Regions from separate parts of the Mus musculus genome. Here all the other regions are linked to region 1. The links are chromatin contacts, called in public ChIA-PET and Hi-C maps. All regions are on one chromosome and are shown on one strand. Each heading gives the region's core, a stretch centred on a gene start, on an enhancer-like site or on the middle of the called end of the contact. The rest is flanking DNA. Distances are from core to core; before and after follow the strand shown. Region 1 holds the start of Hbp1 (high mobility group box transcription factor 1). Region 2 overlaps 5430401H09Rik (a long non-coding RNA gene). Region 3 has its middle 26 kb from the start of Gm40374.

Region 1 (3,194 bases), core at 251-2,750:
CTTTCAAGTTCACTTGAGAAATGTATGACAAAAAAAAAAAAAAACACTGAGAGGGCATCCTTGTATTTAAGTCAGGGAAGTTAACAAAGGAAGGGCTTTCCCAGGAAGAAAAGATAAATAGGTTTATAAAACTAAACTGGGAGCTATAATAGAAAAAAATTTAAAAAGGTTCTGAAATTTACTAGTCGAGTTGAAGTAATGTTCAAAAGCCTAAGGTATCTCGAAAACTTGTCTTAAGTTTTCTTTTTTCAATGTAACTCCACTTCCCCCAATACTCTTGGTTCGACAAAGCTGGGGTTAAAGGGAGAGGTGAAACACCGGAACCAAAACACAAAATTACGGCTCCAAATCACCGCTGTAACTACTTAAGTATTTATAATTGCTAAAATCATTCTTCGACTGTAACCCATCCTAAACCCCCGCCCCTCTCCCTAGAGAATAAAGCTCCCTTAAGCCCAACTGAGTCCCCCCCAGCAGGTACAAAGTGCCAGGAACCGTGTCCCGCCCAGCTGTCAGTGCCTTCGCCGGCTGAGAAGTCCCAGGGAGTGAACTCCGGAGCGCTCAGCGCCGGGAGCACGCGAAAGCGAGGCTCGGGAAGCCGGCTGCGCCCCAACTCCTTTTTGTTTTGTTTAAATCGGCCTGCAGAGGGAGGAGCCGGGCCTCGCCCGCGGGCCTAGTCGCCGGGTCAGGCCGAGCAGCGCCTCCCGGAGCCGGCCAAGTCCACCCCCACCTCTTTCGCCATTCATCGCTTCCTCCCCTCCCCCCCATCATGTGACCGCAGCCTGGACGCCAGGCTTGTTTTTCCCCCTTAGCGCAGCCCCACCGCGCACCGCGCAGGCGCCTCGGAGCCCATTCATTCGAACTGCGTAACAATGAGCCCCGGGCCCGACGGCTCCGCGAGCTCCCCCGCCCGGCCCGGGCCCCGGAGGCAGCTTCGCCTCCCCGGAGCCCCCGGCCCGCTGGAGCTCGCGGCCGGCGTCCGCCCTCGGCCCCCGCAGCGGGGAGTGGCGAGGCAAACTTTCCGGAGCCCTCCGGAGCGCCAGGCCCCTCCCCTGCCCCGGCCCCTTCCCCGCCGGCCCCCACCGCGAGCGCCACCGAGCCCCGAGCTCCGCCACCCCCACCACCCCGAGTCCTGGGAGCCGCGGCCGTCCAGGCTCGGAGAGCTCCCGGGAGGCCCGGACGGCGGGTTCCGCGCAGGGGATCCAGTGCCCAGAGTCCCAAGGGTCTCCGCTCTCGCGGCCGCTGCCCGGCCCCGAAGCTCCAGCCCCTCCCTTGCCCACCCCCCACCCCTCAGAAACCCCGCGACCACACAGAGTCAGGACGCAGGCCGTCTGTCGCGACAGCGTCGCCAGCTGCTTGCCTGCGCGTTTCCCGACGGCTGCCCACCTCTCTGTGGCGCGCCGCGACTCCCACCGCCGCGTTTACTCCTCAGCCGAAACTTTCCTACTTACCAAACCCGTCGCCATTACCAAGTCTTTCAAGCTTCGTCTTCCCCCTCCCCTGAAGCCCCCGGGGGGCTGAGCCTTCGTCCACCTTTCTCGTCTTTAATTGGTCTGAAGAACTGCCACTCTAAGGTTCCGCCTTTCCATTGGAAAGTGCCGTAGTCCGTCTCGGTGGGCGGGCATGTATTGACTTTTCTCTTGTGTTTACTGGAGAAGGTGGCTTGTCAATCACTACAGAAAGCGCTTTGGATTGGATTGCTGCCGAGACACGGGGGACGGGAGCCAAACTTTGCTATCGAAGTGGATTGTGGGTTAGTAGTCTCAGCCTTGCTCCTTAGCTGAGGAAATTACCGGGGGGGAGGAGCTGACTGAACTACATATCCCAGAGGTACGCGCACAACGCAGTCTTGATAGTAAACAAGAGTCATAGGGACACGTGTATCAGCTCGTTTGTTTTGGTGTCTGAGACAAAAGGGAGGGGGCGGAGGATAGGAGTGTTTTAAAGCCAGGGCCACCTCTCTTCCTTTAGGCCTCCCAGAGGGCCTAGAGCGTCCTTGGTTGGGTATTTCAGCACCCATTCCAGGCCATAAACAGCAGAGTCGCTTGCTGCTCAAAGTTTGGCTGGTGGCCAAGGTATTGTTTTAGTGCGAGGGGAAGAAGATGACTGCACAAGCGGAAGCAGTGCAGGCTAGCCAGGGACTTGATCACTTACAAATCACGGCCCAAGCACGTTGGGGATTACAAAAGTTGATTCAGTACTGCCCTCCCTTAGCAGATGAGCTAGACAGATTTTTTTTTTTTTTTTTTTTTAAACTTAACCAGCCCTTGACTCAATACGCCGCCAACAACAACTGGGGAAGATTTACCAGTGTCCAGTTTGACCAGAATTAGTTGAGACACAGCCAAGTGCCATGTACTGTAGGGTTTAAGAATGAGACAGTATCGGACTCAAGAATTTATACAGCTGTTTAGAGTACTGGACTATTGCTTTGAATTTGAGGCATTCGAAGCGATGTTTCCTTATTGGCCTACATTTTCTTTTAAATTAATACAGAGGAGTGTAGATAGACTGTATTTGTCCGAAGTTAGTTGCTAGGTTACTTGTGTCTTTGGTGAATATTTTTAACTGTCTCTCCCTCCCTAAGCGTTCAGACAGAAAACTGCCTTTCCACTCTGTTTCTACTAGAAGTTCCTCCTGATTTTTCTAAGGGAGTTACCAAAAGTGGGGAATGGCTTTTCTGTGTTAGTTGCTTCCTTTTAAAGGAGGTTGCTCATAGCATCTGGGTGCAGTCAGTCTGTAATTGGCATTTTTACTATTCACATTATAAGCATTACTATAGGCATTATTGAGCTTTTTTTCTTTGAACATGAAGTGTTTAATCATGTAGGGTATGGATTAGGTTTTATTTCTTCCTATTACTAGAAATGTGCTGAAATTGAGAAAGAAAGGAGTACGAATTCTGCTCAAGTCAATTTAGGGAAGAGCTCGAGGTCATCTTTCAAAACTGCCCGCATTTCTAGACCTGAAAGCTACAGAACAAAACCAGTAAACAAAAGATTTACTGGTACATGGTTGAAACAAGGTTTCAAATTCCTTTGAGTTCTGCTTTTGGACTCTTGAAGTGGAAACTATTTCTAAAATAGCCGGCCCAAGTGAGCAGGGATTGATACTCTGCTCACAAATATTCTGTTCACAAGCATTGTTTTCCTCAAAATAATCCAGAGGAAAACCCTCCCAAAATGCCTGACCCC
Region 2 (2,941 bases), core at 232-2,731, 150 kb after region 1:
ATAGCAAGGTTGTATATTACAATGAATTCATTTCTAGAGAGCTGCATAATTGGCAAGGGACAGGAGGATGACAGGAATTAAAGGTGGCACAACTTGAAAGAACTCTGAGGAACCCAGAATATATGTGTATACCTTGTTTCCCATGACACAGGGCTGGAAAATAACATACCTTTCATATCTCCCATGGTTCTCACAGAGAATAGAAGCTAGATTAAGCTGAGAATAAAATTGTGTACCAGACCTATAGCATGTAGTTCCTACTACCCTGCTTTAAGCCCTGGTCAGAGACTATTGGGTCCACGGATGAAAAACAGACACACAGCATAGCTCAATTTCAACTTGCGTTATTGGCTCAATGACTGTGTGCTTCTAATCTCGAAGGTCTAGTGAGCCCTTCCCAATACTCTTAGCTCAGCACTCTACATCTTCCCTAAGCTTTAGCTACTCAGTTATCTTTAGTCCCAGCTCAACACCTTAAATCTGCCCTCAGCTTAGTTACGTTTCTAATCTCCCACCTGGGGAAGTGGTCTATGGTCACTCTACCCAAGATCTCACATGGCTGGTTACCCTTTCTCCCTCCAAAGTATAGTAAAAATCCCCCTTTCTCTTCCTGTGACTCTTAGCTTGCCTGTGGGGACCCAGAAGTCTTGCTCTTTCCTTCCACCCAACAATTGGCTCTTGGAATCTTTATTGATCAATCAAGAACCAATTGGGAAACAGGGCCCATTCCACCAACAACATCAGGACCATGCTCTACACAGACCTCCTGTGAGTCATGCCAACATCACTTGTGTACAATATTGGGAAAGTGACAAAAATGTTTCTGCTAAGGATTATAATCCAGAATATTCCACATAGGCTGCTCTTCAGACAGAAGATGCCTTGCTATTGTTGCACTCCTGATGAAGTGTGAAAGCCAGTGGCCTTCTAAGGAATAACTATCACTTTATTTCTGTGGCCTTCCTCATGCATCTTTGTGGGTATTTCAGACACCATGGATTATTGCCATGCTTCTTTCCAGGCGCTCAAAGTACGATTGAATGGGCTTTGTAGCAAAATAGCTGCCTAGCTTGTCCTGTTTCCTCAGGCACCTCTGAAAGAAAGGGGGAAATTGTGTCTGAATTTAGAATTAGGGGAAGAGGGACAGTGACAGAGGGATGCTATCAAAGCTCCTGGTATTCTAAGTTGCTGCAGCAATTGCCCTGATAAAGTCAGGCAGATGGGAGCTAGCCTGAGCTCCAGCCTCGATGTCCTTGATGGACAAGCAGGAGAAGAAGACAGCAGCTAGGAAGGACTTATCAGCCTGTCTTAGGAACAGTTGAGTGTTGTCACGGAAGATGAGTTGGTTCTGTTCTCCAGGGTTTCCAGGAAAAAAAAAAGTTTGTGCTCTTATTTTAGATAGAATGGCCACAGTGAGCATTTGAAAGATCTCAGTGGCTTCCTAAACCCCCCTAGGAAATGACTCATAACAGTGGAATTCTGAGAGAAAGCCAAGTCACTTATGGTGACTTGCAGAAAATGATGTTCCATTTCTACATCCATGGGCACACTAGTTCCTTTAAAGGGCTGCTTTGGGAGATTCTTTGCTGTTCTGTTTTCTGATGTTTGTTTGTTTGGTTTTGGTTTTATGAGACAAGGTTTCTCACTGTAGCCCTGGCTGTCCTGGAACTATCTCTGCAGACCAAGCTGGCCTCAAAGTCAGAGATCTGCCTACCTTTGCCTCCCAAGTGCTGGGATCAAAGGTATGCACCACTACTCATCTGGCCTTCCTTTTCCTTCTTCTCCTTTTCTCCTTCTCCGTTTCTCCTTCTCCTTCTCCTTCTCCTTCTCCTTCTCCTTCTCCTTCTCCTTCTCCTTCTCCTTCTCCTTCTCCTTCTCCTTCTCCTTCTCCTTCTCCTTCTCTTTCTCCTCCTCCCCCTCCTTCTCCTCTTCCTCTTCCTCTTCCTCTTCCTCCTCCTCTTCCTCTTCCTCCTTCTCCTTCTCTTCCTCCTCCTCTTCCTTCTTCCCCCTCCTCCTCCTTCTTCTTCATGGGGATACTAAAGAGAAAACTAGTCTAGGATGGTTAACATTAGTGAGCCTGGTGAGGAGGGATTTGGGGAAGTAAGGAAAATGATTTCCCCAGATGGCTCTGCCTCTGAGGAAGGCTGATCCTGGTGCATTCCCAATAACCTGGTAGATGCCTCCCTCAAAATTCCTTTGGAAGTTGTACTTACTTGGATGTCTGTTCTGTGTGTCACAATAAATGGCTGAGAAGAGAAATTACTGAATGTCCGGTCTGAATCTGTAGTAAAGGTTGGGTTGAATATGACTTGCCAGGGCATAGAATGGAGTTTCCTAGCAGATATTTATCTTGGATGGGAGGGGGGCACTGTATCTATGGGAAGGCTGGTTTCTGAGGAGGGGCTCTGTCTTTCCTTAGAAGGTGTCTTAATTAGGGTTTTACTGATGTAAACAGACATCATGACCAAGGCAAGTTTTTATAAAGCACAACATTTAATTGGGCTGGCTTACAGGTTCAGAGGTTCAATTCATCATCATTAAGGTGGGAACAGGGTAGCACCTAGGGAGGTAGAGCTGAGAGTTCTACATTTACATCTGAAGGCTGCTAGTGGAAGACTAGCTTCCAGGCAGCTAGGGTGAGGGTCTTATAGCCCACACCTACACTGACACACCACCACCAACAGGGCCCACTCCCTGAGATGAGCATATACAAACCATCACAGAAGGATATTATAAAGAAGCAAAACAGAATTTTTATTATTTATTTTTATTGTAGCAGAAACAACAAAGCACATTAAGTGAAAACTGCTTTTAACTCCATGTGTTTCCAAATGCCCAACTCTTGCTGGAGTAACATCACCTCTTACATCCTACAGACTTTCTTTCTTGTCTTCACTTTGCACGAACTAATAGAGGAAGCACTCGCTCCTGTAATCCCTTA
Region 3 (3,258 bases), core at 339-2,838, 220 kb after region 1:
TTCCAGAGATGCTCCTCATCGATTTCTGTTCTCACTACAAGCCCTCTCCTTCACCCCCTCCCCACATCTGAACCTCACCCCTGTTCCCCTCCTCACACCCTCTCTCACCCAGTTCCTTCTCTCCATTCACTACCCATGACTATTTTGTTTCTGCTTCTAAGGGCCTCCTTGTTACTTAGTTTCTTTGGGTCAACATGAGAATATCAAGATCCATTCACTTGCCTGCAAATTTCATGATGTCTTTGCTTTTAATAGCTGAATAGTATTCCATTGTGTAAATGTACCACATTTGCTTTATCCATTCTTCAGTTGAGGGGATCAGGTTGTTTTTAGTTTCTGGCTATTATGAATAACGCTGCTATGATCATAGTGGAGCACATACCCTTGTGCTGTAGTGGGGCATCTTTAGAGTATATGCCCAGGAGTGGTATAGCTGGGTCTTAGAGTAGAACTATTCCAAAGTTTCTGAAAAACTGCCAAATTGATTTCCAGAGTGGTTGTACAAATTTGCACTTCCACCAGCAATGGAGGAGTGTTCCTCCTTGTTCCACATCCTTGTCAGCATCTGCTGTCACTTGAGTTTTTGACCTTAGCCACTCTGACTGATGTAAGATGGAGTCTCAGAGTCGTTTGATTTGCATTTCCCTGATGGCTAAGGATGTTGAATATTTCTTAAGTGCTTCTTGGCCATTAAAGGTTCCTCTGTTAAGAATTCAGAATCTTTTAAATTTCTGGAGGTTTAAGGCGCCAAGCCTATTTACTTACTGAAAGCCGGCAAATGTGTCCATTCACGTTGAGCAATTAGTACCTGAGGAAGGAGTTGCTCTTAAAGTGAGAGGCTGTTTTCTCTGGTGTCTAGAACTGTGAAACTGTGGACTGAGCACAGCTGGGGTGAGAACGGGGTGGGGTGGGGGTAGTCAAGGGTTTGGTACTTCTTTGTGGCTATGAGACTTCCTCAGGGGAAGCCCTTTGTAGCCACAGGGCTGGTAGCTTAACAGAACAAGTGCTTTGTGATGGTGCAGAGGAAAGGTGGTGTGTGTGTGTGTGTGTGTGTGTGTGTGCAGTGGGGACTTGTGTAGACTTACCTACCAAACACATCAGGTTGCAGAAAGCACTGTTCAACCATAAACCTTGCAATGGTCGGAAATGGTGGGTGGCTTTCTGCCAGACAATAGGAAGCTATTTTAATTCTAAAGTAAAACTAGAAGATTCTGGGGTCGATTGCCAGGCGATTGTTCCTCTGCTGAGAGGCACATGGTGCTTGCTGCTCCACACTGCAAAGTGGCCTTGCATCCCTTGATAGGCCACAGGCCCCCTGACTCAGAACCACACCGAGCCCCGCTTAGGGGATAATTCCTACTAAAGCAGCAGGCAGCAAGATTTACTCAGTTGTGTTAATGAGCAAATGCTTAGAAAAGAATCTGACATTAACAAGGAGTGAAAACAGGCTGTTTGCACCTCCTCAGGGGACTTCAGATGCGAGCTGGAAAGCCCAGCAGGACCACACAGGCAGCACCAGGTCTGCAGTTGGGAAGAGCTGCAGCAAGCAGGACTCTCCTGACTGACTTAGTGGCAGGTGGCACCTTCTTCAAAGCACTGCTATTGTTGAACAGAGATCAAGGCCAGTTTTAGCAGTGACTGATCACCATCAGGTAGGGATAAGGCTGAAGATTTCAAGGTCCCTGTTTTCAAATCCCAACTTCCAACAATAGCTTTGAAGCCACTGCTTGATAATAAGGCCTTCAAATTTAGTCCCTCTGCCGCCCTTTGAGCTTTTAGTGCAGCATGATCTACGTTAAGAGACAAAGAGACGATTGTCATTTGGAATGCATCTTTTTTCCCCAGAAAATGAAAATATTAATTTCTCCTGGTTAAGAAACTCGAAACGTCCCCAAATCCAAATGAAAAAAAGTTAATGCACAGAAAAAACTATCACTATTAATAGTATAAGCTATAGCTCCCAGACACTCAGGAGGCTGAGGCAGAAAGATCCCAAGCTCAAGGTCTGCCTGGGTTACAGTGTGAGTTCAAGGCAAGCCCCTGTAACTTAGGGCTATATAGTGAAATAAAAATAAAAATAAAAATAAAAATGGCTGAAGATACAGCTTATTGGTAGTGTTTGTCTTCCATGTGTAAGGCCTTAGATTCAATTCCCTAGTACAAAAAAACAAAAACAAACACCAGTGTGAGTATATATATATATATATATATATATATATATACTCCCAAACTTTTTATGTATGCACATACTTACCACCACTTACATTTTTAAATTGATTTTTGAGACAGAGTATCTAGCATAGGCTGGCCTCAAACTCCTTAAGTATTAGAGAATAACCTAGAATGTCCTCCTGCCCTTAACTTTCACGTTGGGATTAGAGGTGTGCACCATCATATCTAGTTTATTCAGGGCAAGTGGTTGAAGCCTCACTTGTGTGCACTCTAGGCAAGCACTATCAATTAGAGCCACATCCCCAGCTCTTAATTCAATGGCACTTAGCTAATTGATCTCCTGTAGAGAGACTTTAAGGGCTGTTTGCAAATTTTAGTTATTATAAAGAAGTATGGTGACTATTTTTATTCTCTTTTATTATTATTATTATTTTAGTGTGTGTGTGTGTGCGCACGTGCACATGTGTAGACTAGAGTCTACACATCAGGTATCCTTTATTACTCTTCATCTTAATTTTTTTAGGCCAGGCCTTTTACAACCTGAAGCTTACAGATCTGCAGCAGGCAAAGGGGCCTGGTGCACACAGAGAAGCACTGGAGAAGCCAGGAAAGTTAAACGCACTGCTCACCTCTTCAATGGAATGAAGTGCACAACTGTTTCTTCCTAGAGTGCCAGGAATGATGGAGTTTTACAGCCTGGTGGTCCTTTGCTGTCTGATGAGACAGGCTCTGCCCATGTCTCCCAGTATTAACTTATCCCAGACCCTTTCCCACTAGATCTTAAGCATTGCTCTTAGACCATTAAACTCATTTTTATGCGTGATGTCACTTGCTCTTTACAACAGCCCAAGTGTCTTCTGTGTTATCTTCGAGCCAGACCAATCTTGGCCCCCACAGGCATTATGTATTACATCAATTGTTCTCCCTACAACTTTATCTTGAACATTGTTTCCAAGTCAACAAGAAGTCATCTTATGGATGAAGCCATATGTTCTTTGCAAAAAGCCTCAATACAAACATGTCTTAAAATTGTTGTGAACTTGGGACTGAGTTGTTATCTGAATACCTTTCTTCTCCCCCCACCCC

What was found. Hi-C and Micro-C count contacts between places; a contact is called where the count stands out from the background. ChIA-PET counts read pairs in DNA pulled down with a chosen protein or histone mark.
Region 2: a contact with region 1 is called in a Hi-C map of bone marrow-derived macrophages, with 31 read pairs. The contact joins the enhancer-like site here to the promoter of Hbp1 in region 1. A contact is called at or near these places in 2 of 39 promoter capture datasets (hematopoietic stem and progenitor cells and pre-B cells), 3 of 15 datasets of contacts at CTCF or cohesin (CD8 T cells, the G1E-ER4 cell line and the NIH/3T3 cell line), 5 of 484 Hi-C or Micro-C datasets (the G1E-ER4 cell line, the HL-1 cell line, bone marrow-derived macrophages and 2 more), 5 of 115 datasets of contacts at active chromatin or transcription factors (CD8 T cells, bone marrow-derived macrophages, a colorectal cancer cell line and 2 more) and 3 of 9 other capture datasets (adipose tissue, embryonic stem cells and macrophages).
Region 3: an RNA polymerase II ChIA-PET map of effector CD8 T cells shows a contact between it and region 1, with 83 read pairs. The contact joins the enhancer-like site here to the promoter of Hbp1 in region 1. A contact is called at or near these places in 10 of 39 promoter capture datasets (the 3T3-L1 cell line, the C10 cell line, the HPC-7 cell line and 6 more), 5 of 15 datasets of contacts at CTCF or cohesin (CD8 T cells, the NIH/3T3 cell line, large pre-B cells and 2 more), 5 of 484 Hi-C or Micro-C datasets (the C10 cell line, Sertoli cells, bone marrow-derived macrophages and 1 more), 16 of 115 datasets of contacts at active chromatin or transcription factors (the HPC-7 cell line, T-cell acute lymphoblastic leukemia, bone marrow-derived macrophages and 9 more) and 6 of 9 other capture datasets (adipose tissue, bone marrow-derived macrophages, embryonic stem cells and 3 more).

The regions. Positions count from the first base shown.
Region 1 is chr12:31,948,745-31,951,938 of GRCm38.p6, forward strand. Hbp1 (high mobility group box transcription factor 1) reads right to left here and starts at 1,501. Exons shown (of 11, transcript NM_153198.3): 1 at 1,452-1,501. The coding sequence starts at 1,466.
Region 2 is chr12:32,093,865-32,096,805 of GRCm38.p6, forward strand. 5430401H09Rik (a long non-coding RNA gene) reads right to left here. Exons shown (of 7, transcript XR_872651.3): 7 at 2,729-2,941. Among named protein-coding and RNA genes, the nearest start is that of Gm33111, 14 kb to the left of the region's middle. Within about 2 kb of position 1,482, at least 44 of the 459 cell types and tissues checked have an H3K27ac peak or open chromatin away from gene starts, as enhancers often do. A contact at or near this core is called in the G1E-ER4 cell line, the HL-1 cell line, the NIH/3T3 cell line and 4 more, where this site is marked.
Region 3 is chr12:32,167,968-32,171,225 of GRCm38.p6, forward strand. No RefSeq gene overlaps it. Among named protein-coding and RNA genes, the nearest start is that of Gm40374, 26 kb to the left of the region's middle. Within about 2 kb of position 1,589, at least 68 of the 459 cell types and tissues checked have an H3K27ac peak or open chromatin away from gene starts, as enhancers often do. A contact at or near this core is called in CD8 T cells, the HPC-7 cell line, T-cell acute lymphoblastic leukemia and 5 more, where this site is marked.